Linked DNA regions of Sus scrofa: regions 2, 3 and 4 are each linked to region 1. A link is a contact called in public Hi-C and HiChIP or PLAC-seq data. All regions are on one chromosome and are shown on one strand. Each heading gives the region's core, a stretch centred on a gene start, on an enhancer-like site or on the middle of the called end of the contact. The rest is flanking DNA. Distances are from core to core; before and after follow the strand shown.

Region 1 (4,250 bases), core at 880-3,379:
CATCATGCTGAGTGTCCTTGCGGCTCTACGGGTTAAGGCCTTGCATTGTCACTGCAGCGGCTCAGGTCACTGCCGTGGCTCGGGTTTGATGGCTGGCCCAGTGAGTTCCCCATGCCATGGGCGCCACCAAAAAAAAAAAAAAAAAAAAGAGTCTAAGGAGAATTGAGCAGGGGCCCTGCCTATGGGGCCCTCCTGGTCTCCAGGGAGGGAAAGACGCTTGCCAGGAAGGTGACCTCCTTCTGTTTAGAAGCTAGACAGGCGCCTGGCTGTGGGCTTCTGGGCCTCCACCACCCCCTGGCACACTCGCCCTCCTTCCAAGGCTTCTGGCTGTGAGAGCCCTTGCCAGAGGTTTGGGGTCGAGCCTCCCCCAAACCAGAATGTCTGTGTCTTCTCCTCTGAGTCACCCAGAAGGCCACTTCTCCTAAGGATTCCCTGCAGGAAGCTCCGGGGGCCCTCAGACCCCCGGCTGTCATGGGGGAGGGGTGGGAAACGAAGATTGCGTTCCAGCTTCCAGATCCTGAGGCCACGTCCCAGGGAAGCCTCTGGAAATGCAGCTGTGTGGTCAGTCGGGAGGGGCCTCCGCTGAGTCTGCATCGAGGGCTGCCCCCACCCAGGGTGCGCCCGACCCTGGGCAGAGCCAGGTCTGAACAGAGCCTGGGGCGGGAGAGGAGCAGAGCCGCGGCCTGGGGCGCCCACGGCGCTGGCGCCTCCACATCCGAGCTCGCCTACACCCCCCCCGCCCCGCTCCCCTCCCAGGGCAGCAGACGACTGAGAGAAGATAAAATAAAAAGTAATTCCCCTGCTCTGACGTCAGCGCGAGGTCTTAACAGCCCAGCAGCGGCATGAAACTGGATTGCAACCAGATGCAATGCCCTTGAATCCCCACCACGCCGCTGCGTTGCGCGACAGACGGGGCGCGGGGGGGGGGGCGGATGCGGAGAACGGCACGGGTCCCGCGTGGGTCCGCATCGGCGCCTGCCGAGGCCCCGGGCGGCTCGGGGCCCGGGTCGCCGTTCCGGCGCTGCCTCCCCTCCCCCAGCCCCCCAAGAGCGCATTGTTACACTCGGCGGCCTCGGTTCAGGGCAGAGACCCCGGCGCCCGCGCCTCGGGGGCTCCCTGGAGGCGGGCACGGCTCGGGCCGCGCTCCGGCCCCGGCCCCGGCCCCCGGCGTGGATTGGGGGCGGACCGAGAGCCCAAGAAGGGAAACCGCTCGCTGGGAAAACAGGCGCCCAGGAAGCTGGGGCCGCCGCGGCCTCGGGCCTGCCTGGTGTTTCGCTTCCCCTCCGCCCCTCCGCGGCGGGCCCTGGCGACCAAGTCTCCAAATGTCACCCCCGCGTCCTGCCACCCCGTCGCCCCCGCTCGACGCCGCCGCCCGGCGCCCGGCCCCCGCGTCCTCCCCCCCCCCGGGTCCCCTGCCTCCCGGGAGCGGGTCATGCCCTCGGCCGGCGCGCCGCCGTCCGGGGACGCGGGACTCGCGTGGCCGGAGCCCCCACCGTGACGTCACCCCTGAAAGGCCCGCGCGCCCGGGGCCTGGCCGCGTCCGGGCTCCCCGGCCTCCGGGGCCTCTTCCTGCCGGGTCGCGCGGCCTGCGCACAGGCCGCGGGCGCCGCTGCCCATTTGGGGGTCCGGCCGAGAGCCCCGCGCGCCGCACCTCCCGGCACGGCCCTCGAGGCGCGGGCTCCCACGCCGTGGCCCCGCCAGGCCCCGAGTCCCCCCCGGAGAAGTCGGCTCCCCGCCCCCCCCCCGACGCACTCACAAAGCTCGCCTCCGGCCCCCGCGCCGTGCGAATGCCCGGTCCCCACCCCGCGCTCGGCGGACCCCCCGCGCCACCGTGCGCGCACTGCCCCCGCACGCCCGACCCTCGCTCCTCGCGCCCCACGCCACGCACCGGCCCCGGCCCGCGGCGCGGGGCGCCCCCACCCGCAGCTCCCGGGACGGCCCTCCGGTAACCTGGCGCCCCCCGCACACAAAGCGACTTCCTCGCGGCCCCCCGCGCGCCCGCCCCGGCGCTGGGTGCTCACCTCGGCGCGCGCTCACTCGGGGGCCCGGGCTCTGGAGCTGTGACTTCGCGGCCCGGAGGCCCGGGCGGCCATGGGGGTCGGGGCGCGGCGGCCCGGCCGGCCCGCGGCCAGGCAGGAAGGAGGGTGGGCCGCGGCGCCCCCTCCTCGCGCCCGCGCTCGGGCGGCGGGCAGGGCGGCCTGCTCGGCGCGCTCTCGCCCGGGCCGCGCCTCGCTCCGCACCTCGCCTTCCGAGCGCAGCCGCGGGCGGGGGCGGCGCCCGGGGCGCGGGGAGCGAGCCCTGGCCGCGCACCGCCGGGCCTGCTGGCGTCGCAGGGCCGCGGGGAAATGCGGTCCCCTCCGCGCAGGAAGAGCGGGCGGCGGGCGGCGCGCGGGGGGAGAAGGCGGCGAGAGCGCGGGGAGAAAAGTTCCCGGCCGCCTGGCTGCGCTCGCTCGCCGCCCGGGCGCCAGGTGGGCCTCGCGCCCCGACAGCGCCCCCTGGCGGCGCGCGCTCGCCCGCGGGCCTGGGGGGAGGGGGCTCGGCGGGGGACCCCGGGGAGGCCTCAAGGTCTCGGCGGCCTGGGGTCGGGGCTGGAACCTCCGGCGGAGGTGGCGGCCCTGCCCCGGCCGGCCGGCCGGCCGGCCGTCCAGCGCTCCCGCCCTCCGGCCGGGTCCGCGGCCCTCCGTGCCCTCCGCTTTGCAGTCTGGGAAGCACTGCGACCTCTAAACTCAAGAGGCTGCGAACAGATTTCCTCGCTTGCTGGCACCTTGCTGGGCGCAGACGCAGCAGAGACAAGCGGTCCCTGCCATCACGGAGCTGGCATCCTGGCGGGAAGAGACAGACAGCATACAAATGCTTGCACACATCACGAAGATAATTCCAGGGAGTGATGCGTGCTAGGAAGAAAAGAAGCAGGTGAAGGGAGGAATAGGGGCTACCAAGCTGAGTGGGGCGGGGAGGAGGCCCGGGGAACGGACTGGCAGGAAGGAACCCTCCTGGCAGAGCCAGGAACAGCATTCCTGGCAGAAGGAAGCGCAAGTGCAAAGGCCCTGAGGCAGGAGAGAGCTTATTGGCAACCAGAGGACAGGCAGTGGGCACACCACGCAAAGGACCAAGGTTTTCAAGGCTACCCCAGGGCCCCGGGAGGAATCTGGATGCAGTTCTAGTGCCCCTGGCTCAGCCTAAGGGGAGGATTGTTGAATGAATGAGTGAACTTCCGGACACATGACAGTCCCCCTCCAAGGCCTCGCTCAGCCAGCTCAGGCAGAAGACCCTCCACCCCACCCACCACCCTCAGGGCACATTGGGTCCTATGAGTCGGGGAGGGGTGTCAAGGCATCGATGCTCTCAGGGGACCTGGGGCTGGCCGTGAGGTCCCCTGGACATCAGCCTCCTTCCCTTAAGGTAAGGCGGCATGTGGCCACGGTGGCTTTACTCCGTGACAGGGACTGTCCCCTGCTACAGGTTACTGCCTCTGATCCTGGAACCCCTCACAATTTACTTATGGGGAGACTGAGGCACAGGTGCCCAAGTCATCTGTTCAGGGTCTCAGGCTAAAGTGACCCAGCCGAGACCTGCCTCCAGAGCGCTTCCCACCAGCTCGGCCACCCACCTCCGAGGGCAGGTCAAGAGCCGACGGAAGCAGGGTCAGGGTGGACGGCGCTCTCTCAATCTAGTTCGAAACACCTGTTGTGGGGGAGACAGACCCGGTTTCTAAGTCTGGCTCCTCTGTGCCAGCTGGGAGGCTTTGGAAAAACTAGTTACCCTGCTGAGACTCCGTTTCCTCATCTGCAAAATGGGGATAATAGTAGCACCTACTTCCTGAGTTCCTGGGAGGCCCAGAGGAGGCAGGTGTGCTGCGAGTTTCACCTGGAGGCAGGGACCGCTGTTTGTGCTTTAGATCACAGGCTGGAGGAGAGGGACTGGCCCTTTCATTCCCCCAGGCTCTCTGTCCCTTTCCACCCCCTGCTGTCTCCACTCTCCTGCCCTCCCTGCCTCCCCCCCACCCCGCCCCAGGAGAATCCAGGGAAGGCCTGGCACCAGGAGCCGATTTGACCCCTAGCCTGGAAACCTCCATATACCGCGGGTGCGGCCCTAAAAAAAAGAGAAAGAAAGAAAAGAAAGATTTTGAAGTTGAAATACCTGCAAGGGGAGTTCCCATCGTGGTGCAGTGGAAAAAATCCAACTAGGAACCACGAGGTTTTGGATTCGATCCCTGGCCTCGATCAGTGGGTTAAGGATCCGGCGTTGCT
Region 2 (4,250 bases), core at 1,064-3,563, 240 kb before region 1:
AGGTAACCAAAGCCAGCTTTTCTTTGACACCTGGCTCCCCGACCAGGGGCCCCCGACCACGGCACAAACCATCAGAGCCAAAGATGCGTTCAGATTCATGATCTTTCCAGACCTGCTCCACGCCAGGGGGTCTCACCTCCGGAATCTTACGGTTAATTGCAAAGGGTACAAAGCTGTACCTTCCTATCACATTCTCACTTGAGGCAGAAGAGAGTGGAGATGACCACTCTAGGCGGGTCCCAAAGACTGAAATAACGGAGCCCAACGCGTGCACAACTACAACAAACATCGTGGCTTATCTCAGACGTGCCGGTTTATAGACCAGAGAGACGATGAACGTGGCGGCAGGGTTTTCCCCATCACAAGGAGTTACTTATTCCCACAACGCAGCAAGAGAACAGAGGCTGAGGAATACTCCGGGAGCAACAACAACAAAAAGGTCCCTTTGCTGTGAGTCCTACTGGCTCCAAAGAGAGGCCGTCTTAAGATTCAAATTTATCAGAGGGCAAAGGACAAGGGGAAGGAAAAGACACATCCTGCGTTCTGTGCTCACTCATGGGAGCAGAAGGCAGCAGCCAGGACTCGAAGCTGCTGGAGGGACTTTCAAGGGGACAGACTTCAGGGGGCTTTTGGAGGCAGCCTAGGGGGTGGGGTATCAGGCTAAAGACAAAGGGGCAGAGGCAGAGGGTAGGTGGGTCCTGGTGCAGGCCAGGGTGGCTGAAGAGAAGGAACAATTTTCTAGGAAAAGAGATAAAAAGAAGCTTTAACCACTGCTATCAAGTGTGCTCCCATTTGCAGGAGAGGGGTGCGGTGCAGGAAAGGGCCAGGACCAGTGAAGCTGCAGTTCCAAAGCCACTGGGGGCCGGCAGCAGGTGCTCTGCGATCCAGGTCACATGGGGGAGGGGGTGGACACCCTCTCCCTGCAGGTCAGAATTTCCGCTTGGCCTCCAACTGGAAGGATCCGGGGATCCAGGTCAACACGGGGAAGGAAACAGCGTATGAGAAATAACGCTGGGTGAGTAACGTTTCCCAGTACTTGGGTATCAGAGACCTGGAGGAGGTCCTGGCTGTGTAGATAAAAGCCAAGAAGACAGAAAGCAGGTCTGCTGGAACCAGGAAGGAGGAGAACACAGATACCGGACGGGGAGGTCTGGGCAGACAGGCCAGAGAGACTGGGAGTGGACTGGAAGTGGCCAGGGAACCGGGGAAGGGACTCTGAGAAGCCTGGGCAGGAGGCCTGGCCAGGAAGAGGCTCCCAGGCCAGCTCCCAACAGACTCAGAGGGCCCGGCCTGAGGGGTGGGGCAGGAACCAGGGTGGGCTGGGGGGGGGGGGGTCTCGGGCTCAGGGGACGACGGAGGGAGGCGGCTGACTAAGCTCTGACAAGGAGGAAATCCCAGCAGGAGGAGGCGGGCCCCAGGGCCTGAGGCTTCCCGGGGGGACGAGGAAAGCGTGGCGAGGAGGCACGCCTCGGGTCTGGGAGGGTCCCGAATCAGGGGAAGCCACTGGAGAGCTCGACAGGGTCGGAGAGGGGCTGGAGGAAGAGCTGGTCCTGGGGCGACAGGCCACAGGGAAGAAGGGCCGGGTCTGAGGCGGCCGATTGCCGGCTTGGGCCCGGTGGGGCTCCGGGCAGGCCGGGGCGGGGGAGGCCGACCGAAGGCCTGTCGGCGGCCGCGGGCTCGAGGCGGCGGCGGCGAGGCCCGGCCCGTGGGCGCCGCGAGAGGCCCGGCCCCGGCACTCACCTGCAGCACCACCTCCACGTCGTACGAGTTCCCCTTGCTCTTCTGGTGGCCGCGGAACTTGGAGCCGCTGTAGAGCAGACTAGTAGCCACGCCGGGCTGCTGGGTGTTGATGGGCGGCGGCGGGATGAGCGAGGCGGCCGAAGCGGCCGAGGCACCGGCCGGCGGGGGACACTCGGTGCGGACCGGCATCGCGGGGTCCCCCGGAGCCAGGGTTGGGGGAGGGGGAGGAACCGCCGCCGCCGCCGCGCGGGAGCCGAGGAGGGCGGCCGGGGGCAGGCCAGCGCGCGCGTGGGGCGGGAGGGGTCCACCTGCCCGCCGCCTGCGGACCGAGCGCTCCGGCCGCCACCGGGACCCCGGGACCTGCGAGCGGGGCCTCCGGGTCCTGAGCGAGCCCCCTCCCCGCCTGCGCTCGCACACACACCCCTTCCGATTGGCTTGGGCGCGCCGTGGGGCGGGAGCAGGCTGGCACTGCGCTTCCGCCCATTGGCGGGCGGAGACAGCACGTGGCAGGCGCCGAGGCTCTCTGGGACTTGTAGTCTTCTTCCGGAGGTGCGGTGCGGGGGCGGGGCCGAGGCGTTTGTGATGCTGATTGGCTGCGGCGTGCGGGGGAGCGCGGCGACGGCGCGCCGCGAGTGTCGTGCACAACATGGCGGCGCCCAGGGATGCTGAGGACGCCGGCGGCCGGTGAGAAGCTGCGTGTGTCCCGAGTGCGCGGCGAGGTCGCTACGTCCCGTGTGTCCTGCCCTCAGATCTTGCGCGGTCGTCCTCCCAGGTCCCCGCGCGATGTGGAGGACCTGCCTCCGGCTGCGGGACGGGGGACGCCGCCTCCTGAACCGGCCCCGGGGTGGCCTCATCGCCTCCGAGGGGCGGGGGCCCAGTCCCCCGACCCCCGCCCGGGCGTACGCGCCCCCGGCAGGTGAGGGAGGCCAGGTCCGAGCCGGGCTGAGGGGTGGGCAGTGCAGGGCGGTGTGGCAGAGCAGGGTCATAGGTCGGGGGGAAAGTCCCCCGCCCCAAGGGCAGGGACCGCCCCAGGGCACACGCGCGTCGCGGCTGGAGACAGTCGTTTGCTTTTGCACTGCGGCTTTCGTCCCTTCTCTTAGGGAAGCAGATGTCATTCCTGTTCTCCGACAGGGGATATTAGGATTCTCGGTCAGGATCGCGCCAAGGTCACAGAGCAGACTCTCTGAGAGGTTTGTGAGGCAAGGGCCGGGTCTGCCGGGCTTTCTGTGTCCCTGCGACCCTGGCACTGAAGGAGCCCAGAGCCCAGGCTTTCAGTCGTCCATCCCGGCCACTTTGTCCGCAGATGTCTGGCCCTTCCTCCTACTGCCCTCCCACAACCCCTGCTATCTCTACTAGGGAGTTGACACTCCGTGCCTTCTTCCTACACTTGCGACTCTGAAGCTTAAAAGGTAGTGGCTCTTTCATTGCTTCTGGGGAGAGGGTTTTAGGGTAAGAGCAGAGGTGATTTCCTTTAGCCTTTGTTGTAAAGCTGGTTTAGTGGTGCTGATTTCTCTTAGCTTTTGCTTATCTGTAGAGCTTTTGATTTCTCCTTCAAACCTGAATGAAAGCCTTGCTGGGTAAAGTAATCTTGGTTGGAGGTTTTTTCCTTTCATCACTTTAAGTATATCGTGCCACTCCCTTCTGGCCTGCAGAGTTTCTGCTGAAAAATCTGTTAATAACCTTATCGGGGTTCCCTTATATGTTATTTGTTTCTTTTCCTTAGCTGCTTTCATTATTTTCTCTTTGGCTTTAATTTTAGTCAGTTTGAGGAGTACATGTCTTGGGGTGTTCCTCCTTGGGTTTATTTTATATGGTACTCCTTGTGCTTCCTGGATTTGAGGGAGTGGTTCCTTTCCCATGTTAGGAAAGTTTTCGGCTATTATATCTTCAAATATTTTTTCTGTTCCTTTCTCTTTTCCTTCTGGCAACCCTATAATATGGATGTTGGTGTGTTTAACATTGTCCCAGAGTTCTCTTAGACTGTCTTCATTTCTTTTCGATATTTTTTCTCTTTTCTGTTCCACATCAGTGATTTCCACTAGTCTGCCCTCCATCTCGTTTATTTGTTCTTCTGCCTCCTGCATTCTGCTGTTGGTTGCTTCTAATGAATCTTTGATCTCAGTTATTGTATTTTGCATGTGTGCTTGCTTAAGTTTTAAATCTTGTACTTTTTGCTCAATGTTTGCTGTAAATTATCAGTCTTTCCCTTCAGTTTATTTCCAATGTCTTGCATCATATTCAGCATCATCAGTCTAAAGAATTTTTCCTAGAGGCTGATAATCTCCAGATCCTTTAGCTGTTTTTCTGGAGTTTTTTCTTTCTCTCTTATCTGAATTATAATTCTCTGCCTTTTCATTTTTATAGGTTTTTGGTGTGGTGTCTTTTTTTGCTGTAGCCTCTCTTACTTCTGATGTCTGCCCCCCCCCCTTGTGGCTGAAGTTGGTACAGGGGCTTGCCTTGCGCTTCCTGAGGGGAGGGACTGGTGCCTGCCCACTGGTAGGTGGGGCCGA
Region 3 (4,250 bases), core at 1,067-3,566, 200 kb before region 1:
CAAGGGCTTCGTGAGGCTGGGCCCGGCCTGCCTGGCGCAGCACCCCGGCCTCGGGTATGTCTCGGTAGCCCCCTGTTATCGACTGATGAGCGCAGGCCAGCGTGGAGGCCGGGGCAGAGCAGAGACAAGAATCACTGTGCCCTCTGCCGAGGCCCGCCAGCACCGGGCTGGGGGGGTCGCAGGGCCCGTGCCTACCTCTCCTGCCCCCTGTGCCACCTCACTGGCTCCCCGAGTGAGGCCGGCAGCAGGCTTGTTGTCTCACCTTGTCCCCCAACTCGTGCGGGAGACAGGGCCTGCCGTCACCCGGGCTCGCAGATGGGACACAGGATCTGCCAGGTCGCAGGCACGTCTCCCACCAGGCTGCCCTGGCTCCTGCGGGCCCTGCCCTCCTGTTTCGGGCCCTTCCTCTGAAGCTTCTCCCCAGCGCGGCACCCCTCCCTGCCTTCCTGACCACGCGGGCCCACCTTCCTAAGCTCCCCCGCCCTTGGGAACTTGCCCAAGTGGTCCACGAGTGGGAGAGTGGGAGAATGTCCCCTTTCCTGCTCGTATTCAGAGTCGGGGGGCTCTGGGTGCTCAAGAGCTAAGGGCACCCAGCGCTTTACAGCCCCTGGTGCTGGTCCTGCGCCTCCTGCCCCGGCAGGACCACGGACTGGGCAGGAACTTGGGGCTGCCCGGCGCCCGCCCCGCCAGGATACGCACTCTGGAAGTCCAGCTGCAGGGACAGGACGTCCTTGAAGAGGACGCCCTCCTGCTTGGCCAGCTGCCCAGCCTCCTCCTGGGGGCCCTGCTCCCCCACGGCCTGCTTGAGCATGTGGTCGTCGATCACCCTGGGCTCCACGTCCCCCAGGCGGCTCATCCTCCCTGGAAAACACCATGTCTCTTCCCCAGGCTGCTTCCCGGCCTCCCTTGGCGGTCGGGCTGGGGTCCTTTCACAGCGCCCTGGGGCGTCATGGTGGCCACGGACACTCTGAGGTCGGTCCCCTCCCACCCTTGGCTGCCGCACCTGGGCTGCTCCAGGGCCCCACGGGCACCCAGCCTGCCTGGCACCCACCAGCAAGGCTGCACCTCTTGGCCCCACAACCACGGTTGTGACCTCGCCACGGCCCTGGTGCCCACAGTGTTCTGTGTAGCCTCTGCAGCTCAGCTGCGGGGAGTTTATAATCTACCACCCATCAAGGGTCCTTGGTGACTTGCCTGACAATAGTGTCGTTGTAGGTGGGGGAAGTCGCAGAGAGTTTTACCCCACTGTCACCACAGTCGCCTCCTCACAGAGAACCAGATCCAGAATTGTCCTGCAAAACAATTGTCCAACTGGACCTGAAAAATAGAGCCCCTATTGGCCATGAATCAGAAAGAGAAAACGCACCATTTACCCTATGTCACTGGGTGCCAGTGCACACTTGGTGTTAAATGACAGGCCAGCTCCAGGAGCCATGAGAGAGGGGAGCCCTAAAGCCCTAATTTCCCAGAAAGGGAAACTGAGGCTGGGGAAGGGACAGACATGGACTCGGCATCCACATCCAAAGCCACAAGTCTTCACCAAGAGGAAGATTAGGTCTAACTAAGCAAGAGGAACAAGTTAGCGGCAGTGGAGAGGTGGGAGCGAGGGTCCGTGATGCCCTCTTGAAGAGGTATCGCTAGGCCAGGGTACCTCTCTCTGGGTTGGAGGCCTGTGTGTATTTGGGGCCTGTGCCCAGAGGGAACGTTTCCCCAGGTCCTTTTCCACCGAGGCCGGGAGGAGGCTGCCAGGGGGCCTGGGCCCTCCTCCAGGTGGGGCGGCCGGCGGGCTCCTCCGGGAAAAGGTCAGGTCCTCCCGCAGCCTTTGAGTTTCAGCCCCAGATTCTCAGCTTCTGCGCAGTTCCCGGCGGGCTCCTTTCCTCAGCGACCGGTTGCTAGGGGAACCAGGAGCCGCACTCCGTTGCTAGGGAGAGTCTGGGGCTAGACATCCTGGGTGAAAGTTGACGGCCACGTGATCACATTTCTGGGCGGGGAAAGCCTCCCGGCACCAATCCGCTGTAGAGAAAACAAATACTTGTCCAATCAGCGGTTTCTACGGGCGGGGAACTTGGTATCCCCGCCCCCTACCTACGTGACTGACTCGTCTTTTGCCCAATAACAGTAAGGACTCCTTCGATTGACCAATATACAGGTGAATCAACATACACAGACTTTCGTTCGGAGGCGGGCCAGGGGAGGTGACGGAGATTCCTGTGACCTAGCTCGCGACCCCGCCCAATCGGACGCGGCAGGGTGGGCGGGGATTCGCTGAGGGAGGTGTAGGGGCCAATCGGAAGAGGGCAGGGCAGCCGTCGCCCAATAGTAACGTGGCGGGGTGGGGCTGGGACGGGCGCCGGCGTTCCGGAGGGTGGGGCGGGGGCAAGTGTCAGTCTGGCCGGGAGCGCGGCGGGGGACGCGGAGACCCGGCGGCTGACTCGCTCCGGCCCCTGCCGAGCCGTCCGCCCAAGATGGAGTTCCTCCTGGGGAACCCGTTCAGCACCCCGGTGGGGCAGTGCCTCGGTAAGGCCCCCACAGCGGCGCCCCGAGGCCTGGGCGAGGCTCCGCGCGTCCCTGCGCGGCAGGGCCCAGCACCCCCCTCCCCCCCGCGACAGCGCCGGCCGGGGTCGAGCAGCCCTCGGGGGAGCGGGAGGCCGGCGCGCTCTTGAGGACACGGTGGGGGGCAACCTGCCCCACCTCGGGAAAGGGGGCGGCCTGCTCGCGGGGCGCCCGCGGGGCCTGGCCGCCGACCCCCTGTGACCTTGTGCGAGTCACTGCCCGGTCCGGTCTGAAGTGCCCCGTCTGTCAGAGGCGGGAGCTGATGTCCCCTGTGCTCGTCCCTGCCCCCGGCTGTTGCTTCCGCGCGTTCTTACATTTGCCAACGCGGAAATCTTCGGGGACAGATAGAGGGGTGCTCGCCGGCCTGAGCCTGTGTGGGCGCCGGGATGACCAGCATCCCCGGGGGAGCGCCCGAGGTGTGGGTGAGGACCACCAGAGGGCCGGGGGCCAGTGGACTCTGCTTGCTGCAAAAAGCAACTTGCCTTTCCAGCCGAGGCTGGAGCTTAGGCCGAGTGCCCTCGGTCAAGAGTGTTGATTGGTTTCTTTGAAAACTGGATCCTGCTGGTTGGAGGAAGGTCTGGAACAACGTCTTTGGTGAGCAGGGACCTTTGGCGTCCTCGCCAGCCTGGCTGGGTCAGTGGTGACGTGGTTCTTTTCTGCCTACTTTTCAGCCTTGCCGGGGCCTGGGAAAGCCCTGAGGCATCTCGGGTGGGCCGGCGGGCGTTTGGGAGCCTTTCTCGTGTCCGTGGTGTGGGGGCTCCGACGTGGTGACGGACTGGGCGCTGGATGAGTCTCTTCTGGCCCGTGCCCACTGCTGCCCCTTCCTTCTTCCTCAGCTGCTCCCCCGCTGCATCCTGATTCCAGAAACTCATTTCTCAGTTGGGAAGCCAACTCCCGTCAGCTGTCGGAGGGACCCGTGGACTTGGGGGGAGCTTTTTCCCTTTTTCTGGCTCCTGTGCAGTAAGAAGCTCTGCACCTTTGAAGTGCCGAGGTCGTTGACGGGGTGTGTACGTTAAAGAGGATTTAAAACGTGCGGATATGAGGGGTGTGCAGGTGCAGAGAGCGTGAGGCTTCCCTCGGGAAGACCTGCGTTGGCGCCACGCCCAGTTCAGCCCCGGACCCCCAAATCCTGGGCACCCCGCTGAGCCTGGGTTTGCTCCAGAGGGAAGTGGAGGCAGGGTGCTGTGTATTCAGGGTGGTGCGGGTTTCGGTGAGATGATGGATGTGCCTGGAACACAGTCGAGGCTCAGTTCGTCGGAGCTGCCGCCGTTATTATCAGGATGACTCAGGCAGGCGAATCTTCTCTCTGGAGTGTGGGACAGCCAGCCCACCTCTGGACAGGCCCCCGGGTCTGCCGGCCCTCGAACGGGACCCTGGACCACGAAGGGAGCGGAGCCTCCTCCCTGCCAGTGAGCCACTTCCGTTCGGGTAGATGCCTAGAGGCCGCGAGGAGGCTCTGGGTATGTTTTGCGTTGTTGTGACTGAGTGTAGAATTGACTCTCGAGACGCGTCGTGTGGGTAGTGTTCCTTAAAAGCACGTGCCGGGGGCCGTTCGCAGGGCAGCGCAGAAGGGAAACAGCAGCCACGCCGGCATCGGGTAACAGCCGAATCCCCCAGCAGTTGTGCAGCTGCTCCGTGAAGTGGGTTTTATTGTCCTTCCCGCTTTAGGGATGGGGAAACTGAGGCTCAGCCAGCGA
Region 4 (4,250 bases), core at 1,140-3,639, 150 kb after region 1:
CCGAGGCTGCTGCTGCGTGGACCCAGGGCCTCTTCCATCGTCCAGGCTGGCACTTCGGCACCTCTACCAGCCAAGGTGGAGGTGACAGGAGAAGAAAGCTTAGCATCAACCAGTGGAGGGCAGGACCACACCGGCTGTTCTTGCTCTCTCTGGAGGGCAGGGCTGCTGGTCTTCGGCCCTGGCCCTGCGCTGGTCTATACAGAGGGTGTGTGAGCCTGAGGGCCTTTCAGGTGCCTGCTGGCCTTGCTCTCAAGACCTGAGGCCCCAGCCTTTCACTTGTTTTCATGGCTCTCCCTGCACAACCGACCTCTCTGCTTGCAGCCCTGGGTACACCTGAGTCACCAGTGTACCCGTGCAGGATGCTGCCTCCCGTCCACTGACTGTGGGCACCTCCTTCAGATGTTGCCAGCCAGCAGGGGGCTGTGCTGACCCAGCACCAAGTGAGCAGGGGCCCTGGGAAGAGGTGCTGGTGGTACCAGGGGCTCCAGGAGCACATGGTTTGTCACGGGCTGCCCCAGGGCGGGGGTTGGGGGGGGGAGTTCGGCCCAGGGTGGGAAGCCAGGACCAGCATCCCCGGCCCCCTCTCTGCATGTCCTCGTGCGTTCCCAGTTCTAGAAGCTCATTCCCATTTCTCCTGGTATCTGGGACCCTCCTGTCATCGAGTTCTCTCCACGAAGGCCTTGCAGCAAACCTCAGACAGAGGTTTTGCCTTTGGCTTAGAGAGGAAAAATTTGGAATTTAGAAATCTCAACCAAAAAGCTGACTTTGAGTCAAATAACTTTTTTGTTCAAACTGCCGCTATCTGGAGTTCCCGTCCTGGCGCAGCAGAAACAAATCAGAGTAGGAACCATGAGGTTGCAGGTTCGGTCCCTGGCCTCGCTCAGTGGGCTAACGATCTGGTGTTGCCGTGAGCTATGGTGTAGGTCGCAGACACAGCTCGGATCCTTGAGTTGCTGTGGCTGTGGTGTGGGCCGGCAGCTGCAGCTCCAATTCAACCCCTAGCCTGGGAACCTCCATACACTGCAGGTGCGGCCTTGAAACAAAACACCGTTTACCTGGTGTGGTCCCTGCCTGTCTTTCCACCCCCGTCGCACTGCCCTCTCCAACCACTGTCATCTCCTGTCCTCCTCCCTCTCATGTGCTCTCCCCCAGTGCAGGGAAAGCACACACGCTCCTCCCACTTAGGGAAATCCCTACTCGTTCTTCAGAGATCAGTCTGTGTCCTTTCCTCCAAACGAAAAAAAGGTCCCTGTCATTCCCTGGGTAGGTCAGTTTCCTTGTGTTTTTGTTTTCTTGTATTTTGCTTTTTTATTTTTTTATTTTTTGGCTTTTTAGGGCCCTAGCTGTGGCATATGGAAGTTCCCAGGCTAGGGGTCGAATCAGAGCTGCAGCTGCCGGCCTACACCACAGCTCACAGCAATGCCAGATCCTTAACCCGCTGAGCAAGGCCAGGGATCCAATCATGTCCTCAGGGATACTAGTCAGGTTTGTAACCGCTGAGCCCCAAGCTCCCTTGTTGTATCATCTTCTAGAACCTTGTTTCATTCCTTCAGAGCACTGGTCTCTTTGCTAGGGTCTCTATTTGCTTGCTGGCTGCAAGGCCCGTGGATTATGAGGATTCTTGTGTCCAGTGTATCTCTAGCGCCTGGCACAGAACACTGCAGATGCTCAGGAAATAAATGTGCGTTGGAGGAAGTTTAAAAGGTATGTTTCTTTACTCATTCCCTATCACGCACCAAATCCTGTGCTAAATCCTCAGGGGGAACAGGGGTGGGTAAGACAGGTATCCGACCTCAAGGAACTTCACGCCCTGTATGAGCCACGGACACGGGGTGGGTTCGGAACACATTTCCGCAAGAGTGCAAGTGACAGGAACAAAGCGCTCTGAGAACCAGCGGAGGAGGGACGGGTCCATGCAGGCCATTCCGCGTCTACGCTGAGTGAAGACTCACGTCTCTAGGTGTTGGGCGCGGCTCGAAGTGCCCTACGGGGTGGTGCATCGTGAGCCTTTTACAGATGGGAAACGAGGGAAAGCAGCCGAGGAATTCGCCCAAAGTCACGCGGCAACTAAGTGGTAAAAGAGGGAGGTGAGCCCAGGCTGCCTGCCCGGCCGGAGTCACAGGAAAAGCCTCAGGGAGGAATGGCGGCCTGAAGGATCCGGGCAGGTGGAAAGCGGCGGCTCCTTCCCAGCGAAACCCGGAAAGAGGGCGCCTAGCTCTGGATTGCGCTCCTTCGCTCGTCCGCCGTCCCATCACCGACGCGGAGCGGTTTCACCTGCGCACCGGCGAGACGGAAGGGAAGGCGAGCCGCGTCCCGCGCGGCCGCACCGGAAGCGGCTCCATGGAAACAGCGCCCCGGGCGAGGCGAGATCTCGCGGGGCCGGGGCGGCGGAAGTGACGTCACCGCATCGAGGCCCTCGGTGGGTCGCCGGCCCTCGTCCCGCGCGCGCCGTCTCCGCTGCCGGGCCGCCGGGAACATGGCCTCCGCCCTGGAGCAGTTCGTCAACAGCGTCCGCCAGCTCTCCGCCCAAGGTGAGGCGGTGGGCGCGGGCCGGCGCCCGGGGCTCGGCCGGGGTCGCGGCGCTCGGCGTCGGGGCTGACAGGCGCGCGAGCCGGGGGCCCCTCCGCCTTCACGCCGACCCCCGCCGTCGGAGTCCGGCCCCCTCCTCCATCCCCCGCCGCCGGGGCCCCGACCTCGCGGCTCCCCGCAGCCCCTTCCGACCCGGCCGCGCAGCCCGCCCTCTTGCGCCTCGGGGCGCCCGACCCTCGGGGGCTCTGGCTCCAGGTTCCCTCCCGGGGGCGGGGTCGTGACCGTTGTTCCTTTGCCTCTAATTTTCACGCCGTTGGTTCGTTCATCTCGTCCCCTGAGTATCGAGCCCTGGCCGGGAATTAAAGTAATTGGCCGCTGCTGTGAGGTCCTTTGCCTCACGTTGCTTGTTGGTGAAATAGCCCCTCTCCGCTGAGTTGTTAGGGCTGAGTGGGAGGAACCGTTCAAACTGTAGCAGCGCCCGTGACCTTGGACAGGCACCCCTCCTCTGCTGAGTGTTGTCCCCGTGTGTACGCAGGGCAGGTGCTGTCCAGCTCGCCGTCCCGAGGTTAGCTGAGCTGTGGCGCGCTGCTCAGCGCGCTCTTCTGTTTCTTTCCCTCGTTACTGGTAGGAGTTAGGTTGGTAGTTAAGGCACAGCCTGGGAGCCACCCATTCGCTCATTTGTGCCCAGACCTTAGTTTCTGCTTCCCGCGGTGCAGGGTGCCTAGACGCCTTGCCTTGGAGTCCTGTTTCAGTCACTCTGTGCCAGCCGCCTAATTTCCCTGGGCCAGTTTTCTTATTTGCAAAACAGAACTCAGGCGGTGGTTGTGAGCAGCACGCGGGGGGGCAGGCAGCTGCGAGCTTTGCACACACGCTCTGTGCAGTTGCTGCTGTAGGAGCAGTTGGCCAGGCAGGGGCACCTTCTGTGCCTCTTTGCCGAATAGCAAACGTGAATGCCTTTCTGTTTACTCTTATTCAGGATTTTCTGACGGGGACCTTAAGTGAAGGGAATGTGTCAGCTTTCTCTGGCCACTCGTCTGGCTGGGCAGATTTCACATGCTGCTCATGACACTCAGGTCTGCTCTCCCTGCTTCACTGCCTCACTGCCATGTGGCTTCATGGCGACCCAGCATTTCTCTTAGGTCTCAACTCAGGATTGCTTAGTTAACTAGGGGAAATAATGGACTTGAAGTCCTTGTTTCGGAGTTCCCGTCGTGGCTCAGTGGTTGACGAATCCGACTGGGAACCTTGAGGTTGTGGGTTCGATCCCTGGCCTCGCTCAGTGGGTTGAGGATCCGGCGTTACTGTAAGCTGTGGTGCAGATTGCAGACACGGCTCGGATCCCGAGTTGTTGTGGCTCTGGTGTAGGCCGGCGGCTACAGCTCCGATTGAACCCCTAGCCTGGGAACCTCCATATGCCGCGGGAGCGGCCCTAGAAATGGCAAAAAGACAAAAAAAGAAAAAAGAAATCCTTGTTTCTGGGTGATTCAAATCATTGCGAGCATATGTGAATTAGTGGGGGTTTTTAAAGTGGTGGATTGTTTAACTGGAAGAAGCTGCCTCATTTCTGCCAGTGAGATCGCTAATAGGATTATGATGAGTTGGGAGTTCCCTTTGTGGTGTGGCGGAAATGAATCCTTAGTATCCAGGAGGATGCAGGTTCTATCCTGGGCTCCGCTCAGTGGGTTAAGGATCCCGAGTTGCCGTGAGCTGTGGTGTAGGTC

The links. Hi-C and Micro-C count contacts between places; a contact is called where the count stands out from the background. HiChIP or PLAC-seq counts read pairs in DNA pulled down with a chosen protein or histone mark.
Region 2: a Hi-C map of embryonic fibroblasts shows a contact between it and region 1, with 4 times the contacts expected there. The contact joins the promoter of GID4 here to the promoter of RAI1 in region 1. A contact is called at or near these places in 1 of 5 promoter capture datasets (liver), 8 of 47 Hi-C or Micro-C datasets (alveolar macrophages, embryonic fibroblasts, mesenteric adipose tissue and 4 more) and 2 of 2 datasets of contacts at active chromatin or transcription factors (alveolar macrophages and skeletal muscle).
Region 3: a contact with region 1 is called in an H3K27ac HiChIP or PLAC-seq map of skeletal muscle, with 8 times the contacts expected there. The contact joins the promoter of TOM1L2 here to the promoter of RAI1 in region 1. A contact is called at or near these places in 3 of 47 Hi-C or Micro-C datasets (embryonic fibroblasts, liver and skeletal muscle) and 2 of 2 datasets of contacts at active chromatin or transcription factors (alveolar macrophages and skeletal muscle).
Region 4: an H3K27ac HiChIP or PLAC-seq map of alveolar macrophages shows a contact between it and region 1. The contact joins the promoter of COPS3 here to the promoter of RAI1 in region 1. A contact is called at or near these places in 1 of 47 Hi-C or Micro-C datasets (liver) and 1 of 2 datasets of contacts at active chromatin or transcription factors (alveolar macrophages).

Annotation. Positions count from the first base shown.
Region 1 is chr12:60,852,581-60,856,830 of Sscrofa11.1, forward strand. It overlaps RAI1 (retinoic acid-induced protein 1), which reads right to left and starts at 2,130. Exons shown (of 5, transcript XM_021068026.1): 1 at 2,022-2,130.
Region 2 is chr12:60,615,288-60,619,537 of Sscrofa11.1, forward strand. It overlaps GID4 (glucose-induced degradation protein 4 homolog), which reads right to left and starts at 2,314. Exons shown (of 7, transcript XM_021068018.1): 1 at 2,133-2,314; 2 at 1,741-2,131. The coding sequence starts at 2,224. It overlaps ATPAF2 (ATP synthase mitochondrial F1 complex assembly factor 2), which reads left to right and starts at 2,355. Exons shown (of 8, transcript XM_021068019.1): 1 at 2,355-2,656. The coding sequence starts at 2,524.
Region 3 is chr12:60,649,837-60,654,086 of Sscrofa11.1, forward strand. It overlaps TOM1L2 (TOM1-like protein 2), which reads left to right and starts at 2,317. Exons shown (of 14, transcript XM_021068013.1): 1 at 2,317-2,517. The coding sequence starts at 2,466. DRC3 (dynein regulatory complex subunit 3) reads right to left here and starts at 1,985. Exons shown (of 12, transcript XM_021068003.1): 1 at 1,652-1,985; 2 at 1,195-1,292; 3 at 700-861. The coding sequence starts at 856.
Region 4 is chr12:60,998,865-61,003,114 of Sscrofa11.1, forward strand. It overlaps COPS3 (COP9 signalosome subunit 3), which reads left to right and starts at 2,390. Exons shown (of 12, transcript NM_001244149.1): 1 at 2,390-2,531. The coding sequence starts at 2,477.